Linked DNA regions of Mus musculus: region 1 is linked to region 2. Evidence: chromatin contacts called from public promoter capture Hi-C data. All regions are on one chromosome and are shown on one strand. The core of a region is the stretch at or near the end of the contact, and the rest is flanking DNA. Distances in the headings are between cores, read along the strand shown. Region 1 overlaps Ttc39b (tetratricopeptide repeat domain 39B). Region 2 has its middle 30 kb from the start of Tyrp1.

Region 1 (4,471 bases), core at 145-2,644, 2.4 Mb after region 2:
CAACACCCCATGCACACCGCACACAGCTCAAATGGAGCTAAAATCAGGCCAGGCCATCTATGTATGGCCTGTAGCCTTGCCTGTAGCCCTTCCTAGCTAAAATCAGGCCAGGCCATCTATGTATGGCCTGTAGCCTTCCTGTAGCCTTGCCTGTAGCCTTGCCTGTAGCCTTCCTGTAGCCCTTCCTAGGAAGCCAGAGTTTCTCTACCTAATGTTTTTCCCACATCATTTTAGGTCATTCAGAAAAATTTCAATTTTCCACTAATGTGGCAAAGTTCTTAAACCTCTGTGGTCTTTTTCTAATTCGGCCTTTTTTTATCTCCTCCATTATAACATGCTCCATTACTATTTTAAGAATTAAACTAAAATAGTTCATTTTTAAACATCTCAACTGTTTTCAGATTTATAAATGTACCTTCAACCTGGTTTTTTCCTGTTGTCTGCCTTTGCTGAAACCGATCTATGCTCTAACCCTGTTTGCTTGTGCTGGGGACTGGGCTGCGCTGAGCACTCTCCCACTGAGCTATGTTTCCACCTCCTTTTCACTTCTATTCCAAGACAGGTTTCACTAAATTGCCCAGGCAGGCCTTGAGTTCTCCGTCTTCTTCCAGCCTCAGCCTCCCAGGCAGTGGGGATCACAGATCTTCCCAGGGACCCAGCTCAACGGGAGACCTACTCTTTACAGAAGGAACGAGCCCTGGAGGGACAATAAACAGTGGTGTACTAGCCATCTCTGGAGCCTAAATAAAGGTGGAAGGAGAGTGAGTACCCACTCCCAAAAGTTGTTCTCTGCCCATGACCACACACACACACACACACACACACACACACACACACTGTGGCACGTTTGCACCTGCACTCACACACATCTCACACACATGCATGACAGTAATAAACTAAATTTTAGGAGAGATGTGGCTTAGCAACATGGTAGTGAAGTGCTGATGAACGTGGCAGAATGCTAACTGACACCACTTAAGTTGTATTCATCGAGTCGGATGGAGCATCCAGGAGGAACAAAGTGAGCCAACTCCTAAATAACAAGCTCTTCCAGGGACAGCAAACATCTTGAAGAAAGCCAGTGTCTCAGCAGTTATCCCTGGGCTTTGCAAGGGGGAACCTTCATTTAGCATTACGCCGACTGGGTAAAGGAACCAGGGGACAACTGAAGGGTTGCCCACCCTCCCCTCAGCAGACCAGCCACCCTGGTCTACCCCCCAACCTCGACACACTCACTGTTAAAGCCAACTGTGGGAAAGTCAATCGACAGCCATCAGCCAGCCAGGGCAGGCACTCAAGGCTGGTTCTCAAGGACATAAAGTTAACTTCAGAGCGAGATGGAAGCACAGGCAGAAAGCTGAGGACACGGAAGCACAGAAACAGCCTTGTTCACTGGGAAGACTCCCACCGCCCGTCTGCAGCACCCACTCTCGAATGACTCACAAGGAGTATATAACACCACCACCACCACCACCTTTTTTTGAGACAGAGTTTCATATAGCCCAAACCAGCTTTAAGCTTGCAATCCTCCTGCCTCAACCTCCCAAAGGCTGAGATGACGACAGATGTGTGCCACCATACCCAGCTTATAGAGAAAATAAAAAGTACATACTGAAACTAGATTAAGCATATTCATTGGCTCTTCATTTGGCTACTGCACGTTCCCTCTCTGTCTGGAATTACTACAAAAATGAGGCTATTTTCAGGCTAGCTTAGTGACAAAGTGGAAATAGCTTTAGCATCCGGGGTTCTTGTGGGCCAACCAATATCAAGAGAGAACTATAACTCCCCAGGATCAAGGCCGGGTCCACTCACACGCCCCACAGGTACCAACAACTACCCTCCACAATCATCCCCCCCCCCCCCCAGGCAGGCTAGAAGCTGGTGGGAAGGCAGGATGGCAACTCCCAGCCAGGCAGGGCTCCTCCCAATCACTTGCAGCTTCTCCCTGGAAGGAGAGAAGGAGCTAGACACAGCCGCCGCTGCAGAGTTTCAGGTCACTTGCCAATGACTCTCCCTCACCACTCCCAAAGCCAGCACCCTTCCAAAAGAGGGTACTGGCAATAGGAAAGTCAACTTAGCAACGCCAGCTCCACGTCGGTTTGTTCTCTGTTCCTGGTGGGAATGGGGGCTTTACAGCAAAGCCAAACCATTTGGGGAGAATAAGAGTTCATCTTCACCTAGCTTATAAACCAGCTCAGACCTGAAAGGACACTATTCCCCAAGGAGTGCTGTTTTCCTTGCCTGAAGACGCTGCAAGCTCCCAAGAGCAGAAATCTAGACGTTTGCAACTTCTGTCCTTAGGCAGAGCAAATCAAATTTCCTGTGTTATTCCAAATAAACTACAAGAGGGCGGCAGGTCTGCCGGAGATGTGCGCAGCTCCTACTCCGTCTTCCCAGGCCCCACTGCTCATCTCTTAACTGAAAGGCAAACAGGAAGAAAATCCTCCTCCCTCCCAGCAATAAATTTACTTCATCTCTTTCTCACCAGAGTACCCCAGGGACAGAGGAGGTGGCGTAGAGAGAAACAGGGCAAAACTGGATTGCTCCCCTAGGTGTGTCATCAGTTTTGATGGTAGGCCTCAGCAAGAGCAGGAAAGAACAATTCCCAGCTCAGTCTAATGGAGCCGCTCCATTTGTAAAACCACCTTTTAAACTGAGACACCACATAAATAAGCGCAAGGGGCTGTAATCGGTGGTGATGCTACTGGGCCACTTAAGATGAGGAGAACCAAGAGCTTCCCATTACACAGACCAGGGCATTCCTGCTACTCAGCAGTTCTGTCTAATGTTTCCAGTAGTCCTGGGACAGCTAAAAGCAGTGTTTGGCCAATTACAATACGCCTCCCAGCACGGAAGCAAATATTTGCAGGGTGCAGAGCAAATGCAGGTTTTCGGTGTGACGATAACTGGAAAGAAACTGAGCACTTTAGAAAAAAAAAAAGAAAAGAAGCCCCCAACTGAAACGAAGAATAGCTAGATATCTTTAAACAATTGCGAAGACAAGGTTTTCTTTCATCCACCTCCTAGTCCAAGAGAGGGAGCGAAAACAACGGCCACAAAAAAGCCATTTTCTCAGACTGTCTGCGTCTCTGCTCTCTGACTGGTTATTTGAGTTGTGGTGAGCAGTTTATGAAGTGAGCACGGGACTGTATTAGTGCAGGGATGCTGTGGCTGTGTCTGCGTGGAAGGAGGGCTTCATAAATGCTTAAGAAATCAAGCACCAGCATTTATGCTCTCCTAGCTGATGATAGGCTATATTTATTTCAGCTTGTGATACAAAGCCACCAGATGCAATGGCTTCCACAACTGGTGCTACTGCAAAGAAAGAGGGGCAAAAAGAGGGGGGAGGAGGGAGGGATGAAGGAAGGGAAGGGAAGGGAAAGGGAAAGGGAAAGGGAAAGGGAAAGGGAAAGGGAAAGGGAAAGGGAAAGGGAAAGGGAAAGGGAAAGGGAAAGGGAAAGGGAAAGAAAAGAAAAGAAAAGAAAAGAAAAGAAAAGAAAAGAAAAGAAGAGAAAAGAGAAACCCTAAGCTATTTTGGAGGTGAACAGCAGGTAAATGTTTTGTGTTAGGTCCTGGTTTGTGGATAATTGAGAGGCTCAAGTTCTGCCGTACTCTCTGTCTAAAAAGATAATGACCACAGCCCCAACCACAGGTGAAATTCAAGTCTTAGCCCCATGTTCTTCTTCTTCTGAAGTGCGGCCACCTGTATGATTTCAAATAACATTCTATAGTACACTAATCTACATAATCACTAAAGAAACCCATCAGTGCCACTTGAATGGTCTCTAAGGACTGTCCACACCTGTGGACTGATGAAATATCAAAAGAAGAGGAATCCATGTGTGAAATGTGCACAAATCCACATGCTAGGCACGAAGTCTGCCTTAGAGCAGCACTTGCCACCTCTCACAAAGGCCACATGGCAGTTAGGTTGATGTCAGAGTGTTAGCCTAGAGAGGGGTCTCCAACACCCACAGTGGCCTGGCCAACGTGCTCATGCCTTCAGTGCAGAGGCAGCAAACACATGGGTACAGCCAGAGGGTGGGCAATTCCTAGGATGGGCACAGCAATCAAGGCTCAAACAGCTTTAAGAGAGCTAACTCTGCTCGCAAACTGTTAACGCATAAACTAAGAACTGTCCAGCAGCTGGGTGAACAGCCCCAGGTCAGCCAAAGCTGCTGGGTTTAAGGTGACAAAGCTGGAAGCACAAAGGGGACTTACTCAGGGAGTGTGGTGTTAACAGATCCCATGGGTTCCCAGTTCTTTGTCACAGTTCCCACCAAGAAGCAGTGGCGCCATCTAGAAACTGTGGCAGGTCAAGGGAAACCTGCTAGAATGTGTCTACTGAAGTCACTCTGCCTCATTACTGCATGCAGGAGCTGACACACTGCTGTGGGACCCTGGGAGCTCTGCTAAGGTTGACAGCTATCTGGACTTGACAGCAATCTGAACAGGAAGTGCAAGAAAT
Region 2 (4,205 bases), core at 1,459-3,958:
ACATCGAGAATAAATACTAAGTCTTAAAAGGTTAGTGGAATTCATGTAAGTTCATAAAAGATGATATAGTCATCAATTCTCAAATATATATATATATATAGATTAATTCTCAGAAAATCTTACTCTGTGAGAAAGAAAATTTCACTGTGTGAAACTATGTAAGACGCTGAAGAACAAGAGTTTTATGACAGCATAAATAATACAATAACCTAGCAATAAGAAGTGTAGTGCCACGAGGGAGACAGAAGCAAAACCATGCGAAAGACTCTGACAGCTGGAACCTGGAACATCTGAGTTCTCAAGTTCCTGAGTTTAACAAAGTGTGAAAGACAAGTCTAGCTACACCTGGTAAGATTCATCTCTAATCCCAGAACTTGGAAGGCAGAGGTGGGGAGATCTATGTGAGTTCCAGGCCAGCCAGGCCTGATGTCATGAGATCCTATAAAAGAAAAACTAAGGATGAGTCTAAACATGCTGTATTAATCCAAAGACAAATCAGCCTCACAAGACGAAAATGCTTGTCCCTGTCAGGGAGGACTGGATGGGGCAAAGTCGACAGGCAACTCACAGAGCTCCATCAGTCTTGACCAAGAGAAAAAATTTAATATAAGAAATGGCAATGAAGTATGGTATATCTCACAATGTGCAACATAGGACAGAAGTTTATTCTCAATTTCCCTTTTGTTGTATACACACACACATACACACACAATTGTTAGGTTTGTAATATGAGGAAGAAAAGAAGGGACACTGAATAAAACTTACTGTGCCTTCTGAGAGAAATCAGAACAGTTTTTGTTTCAATTAAATAAATTGTGTTTGGAGGTATATTCTGGACCCCTTTTGTTATTTAGATTTCAAGCCAGAAGCTTATGATACGTCATCAAATGTACTACCATGCTGTTGTTTCTTTCTTACCCTCAGATTTGGCCCGATTTTGTCAATAAATCTGCTGAAAATTGAATAGAAATCTCCCACAAGATGGCCCCTTTGAGCACATTTCACAATTTTGATTATGGGCAACAAGCGACTCTGGCTGAAATGAACAACGTTCGCAGCTGCCGCTCTTTTTCTGGCTTAAAAATGCTCACGTGATCATTGAAAACAGAAGAAACAGCTTCTATGTTGATGGAAGAGACATTTGTAATTAATAATCCCCCCATACTGCTAACATTCCCAGCTAAACAATAATAGCAAGCATGTGTCCCCGTTTCTTGTATAATTACGCTCCTTCATCATGGTCATCAGGCTCTTCCGGGCGCACAATGAAAGGTGGGTGCTACAGCATCCAAGTACATCCACAGACAATAGATGAGCCTGACCGACTAAAGACACTGATGGTTGTGACCAAGCTGAAAGGGCTAGGCGGGCGTGGGAATCAGACCCACTTGGCCTATGCTAAGCATACAGATATTGAAAGGAATGGTTAATTTGGTAGACAAATATCTAAAGCTTTCAAAGAAAAACTGACCTATGATCCATGTTTAGCTTTCTTAAGAAAATTCCAGTGTGTGGAACGTTTGCAAGAATATAATGCACCCTCAAAAATGTTATAGGTAGGTTTAACTGGTACTACATTTTGCACATATGTTTTCGCTATTACTATTCGTGTGTGTGTGTGTGTGTGTGTGTGTGTGTGTGTGTGTGTGTGGTGTGTTTCCTGAGCAAGAATAGAAGTAAGTAGATGATATTTGGGCCCTTTATTCCTGTTTCAGTTGTGTCACCCCTGTGAATGTTTTTTCAGGAAAGTTCTCTTACTATACATAATGAAATGGAAAGGAAATTTGACAGAAATAGAACACTCCTTTCTAATGTGTAGTTCAAAACTTTCCCAGTTCTAGTAGTGACCTTTAGAATGTTTTTTATAAACAAACAAACAAGCAGCTTTTAAGAAGAAAAATAAAATCATGTAGAAATGCCAACATCTTAGTCCTAACTGTCTCAGACTCCCTCACCACATCGATCAGGCTGGCCTGGAACTCCGCCCGCCTTTGCTCCCTGAGTGCCAAAGTTAAAGGCGTGCCCCACTGGCTTGCCGGTCCTCTAGTAGTTCATAACTTCTCTAAGCGACCGTTTTCTTATATTTAAAATAAGGACAGCTCTACAAAACAAAAATAAATTTGTAAACACTCAAAGTAAGAATGTATGTTGTGTATCTGTAGTGATGGTGTATGGGCTTTAATGTAAAAGAACTTAATAAACTTCAAGAGGTTCTACGAAGTTCAGTGATAACTACATTTTTTAAACAATCATCTGTAAATATATATATATATATATATATATATATATATATATATATATATATATATATATGTATGCTGCAAAGTTTGATCTCTAGGTTTGCCATAGCTTGTAGCACGCTGATTTCCAACTGAATGCTCTCCTCCCAGTGCCATCGAGGGCATGTCACAGCTAATTATCTGTCATCACGCCCTGTTGCATAGGCGGTACCTTGCCTGCTGCTGCTGGGACCTCTCGCTGTCTGTTGATTCATTTGCATTACCTCCTGAGAGCCTCTGCTGTGTGTGGAGCACACAAAGCAGAGCCCAGGGGCTAACTGGCAGGCCCGTCAGAACCGCGGAACGCTTCTCAGTCCCCTCCTCATTACTTAGTGAGTAATGTGGGGATGTTCTCTGCTTCACGCGCTCTGGCAAAGTAAACGGTCATCTGCTGCTTCAGCTGCTTCCCAGCGTCTGGGGTGCAGCACTACAACGCAGGAGGAACTGCGCTTGCACTTATGCAAATCATGATGGAGCGCCTGGGTTTGGCAGCATTCCTTCCAGAAGCCTCCTTTGCGCGCTGCACCGGCTGCCTGTTTGGTGCTTCCAGGGTTTTGAGAGGCAACCTCAGAATAGATCTTGCCCAGCTCAATGTATTTCTATGTTCCTGGACTAAGGAAAACATTCAGCTCTTCCCTACGTCCATACTGAAACCACAATGTTTCAATTTCATCTCTAAAATACACGTTTGAGACCGAGTCGGCTTATGCATATCTGTCTTTTTAAATTAAGGAGATGTACTTCCTTAACTGATACTCCGGGTTAGATTTAAAATATATGAAAGCATTCTAACAGATCATCTACACATAGCACACGTACCAAATTGTTGGAGTGTATGTGTATGTGAATTTATATGACGTATATGTATATGTATACGTATGTGTGTATGTGTGTATATATATACATGTTATGATATGTATGTGTATATGTATATATAAGTATGATATATGTATATATGTGTGTGTGCACGTGTGTATGTATATATTAACATTTTGTCCTAATAATTTTATTATCACTATACATAGTTTTAAAGCAGTAAAGTGAATTTTATTCAGGTATTTCTTTTTTTCTCCAATTTTTTATTAGGTATTTTCTTCACTTACATTTCAAATGCTATCTCAAAAGTCCCCTATACCCTCCCCTCACCCTGCTCCCCTACCCACCCACTCACACTTCTTGGCCCTGGTGTTCCCCTGTACTGGGGTATATAAAGTTTGCAAGACCAAGGGGCCTCTTTGGAGCTGAGACGAAAGGATGGACCATCCAGAGACTGCCACACCTGGGGATCCATCCCATAATCAACCACCAAACGCAGACACTATTGCATACACCAGCAAGATTTTGCTGAAGGGACCCTGATATAGCTATCTCTTGTGAGGCTATGCCAGTGCCTGGCAAACACAGAAGTGGATGCTCACAGTCAGGTATTAGATGGAACACAGGGCCCCCAATGGAAGAGCTAGAGAAAGCACCCAAGGAGCTGAAGGGGTCTGCAATTCTATAGGAAGGACAACAATATGAACTATTCAGGTATTTCTTTAGCACCTTTCAGCTACTTTAATCCCAGCAAAGACAGGTCGGAAAGTGACAAAGATTCACTTCATCTTTGTACGAAATCTTAGTTCACTAACGGGTGGGAATTTTTGGTTTTCTTTCTTTTTTCTCTGCATTAGTCTATGCTTTTTAGGACAGAGTATTTCTGTAAAAAAAATAAATAAATTCATAGTCAGCTTAGAGAACAAGAGAATGGCAAAGATGCATGGCAAAAATTAATAATAAAATTGAAAACTGAGCCAGGAAACTTGTAAAGTCGTTGGAAAAGCTCTGTGCTTAGGGCCGCTTTCCTCTAGATGTCAGTGTAGTCCTAGACTTTACAGCCCCTAGCTGTACTGAACCGAAGGGCACAGGAAAATGTTTATTGCAGGC

The links. Promoter capture Hi-C pulls out the DNA fragments that hold promoters and counts their contacts.
Region 1: a promoter capture Hi-C map of hippocampal neurons shows a contact between it and region 2, with 3 times the contacts expected there. The contact joins two enhancer-like sites. A contact is called at or near these places in 3 of 39 promoter capture datasets (cranial neural crest, hippocampal neurons and liver) and 1 of 115 datasets of contacts at active chromatin or transcription factors (astrocytes).

The regions. Positions count from the first base shown.
Region 1 is chr4:83,278,002-83,282,472 of GRCm38.p6, forward strand. All of the region lies in intron 2 of Ttc39b (tetratricopeptide repeat domain 39B), which reads right to left. Among named protein-coding and RNA genes, the nearest start is that of Gm42307, 4.2 kb to the right of the region's middle. Within about 2 kb of position 1,395, at least 21 of the 459 cell types and tissues checked have an H3K27ac peak or open chromatin away from gene starts, as enhancers often do. A contact at or near this core is called in hippocampal neurons, where this site is marked.
Region 2 is chr4:80,862,118-80,866,322 of GRCm38.p6, forward strand. No RefSeq gene overlaps it. Among named protein-coding and RNA genes, the nearest start is that of Tyrp1, 30 kb to the left of the region's middle. Within about 2 kb of position 2,709, at least 95 of the 459 cell types and tissues checked have an H3K27ac peak or open chromatin away from gene starts, as enhancers often do. A contact at or near this core is called in hippocampal neurons, where this site is marked.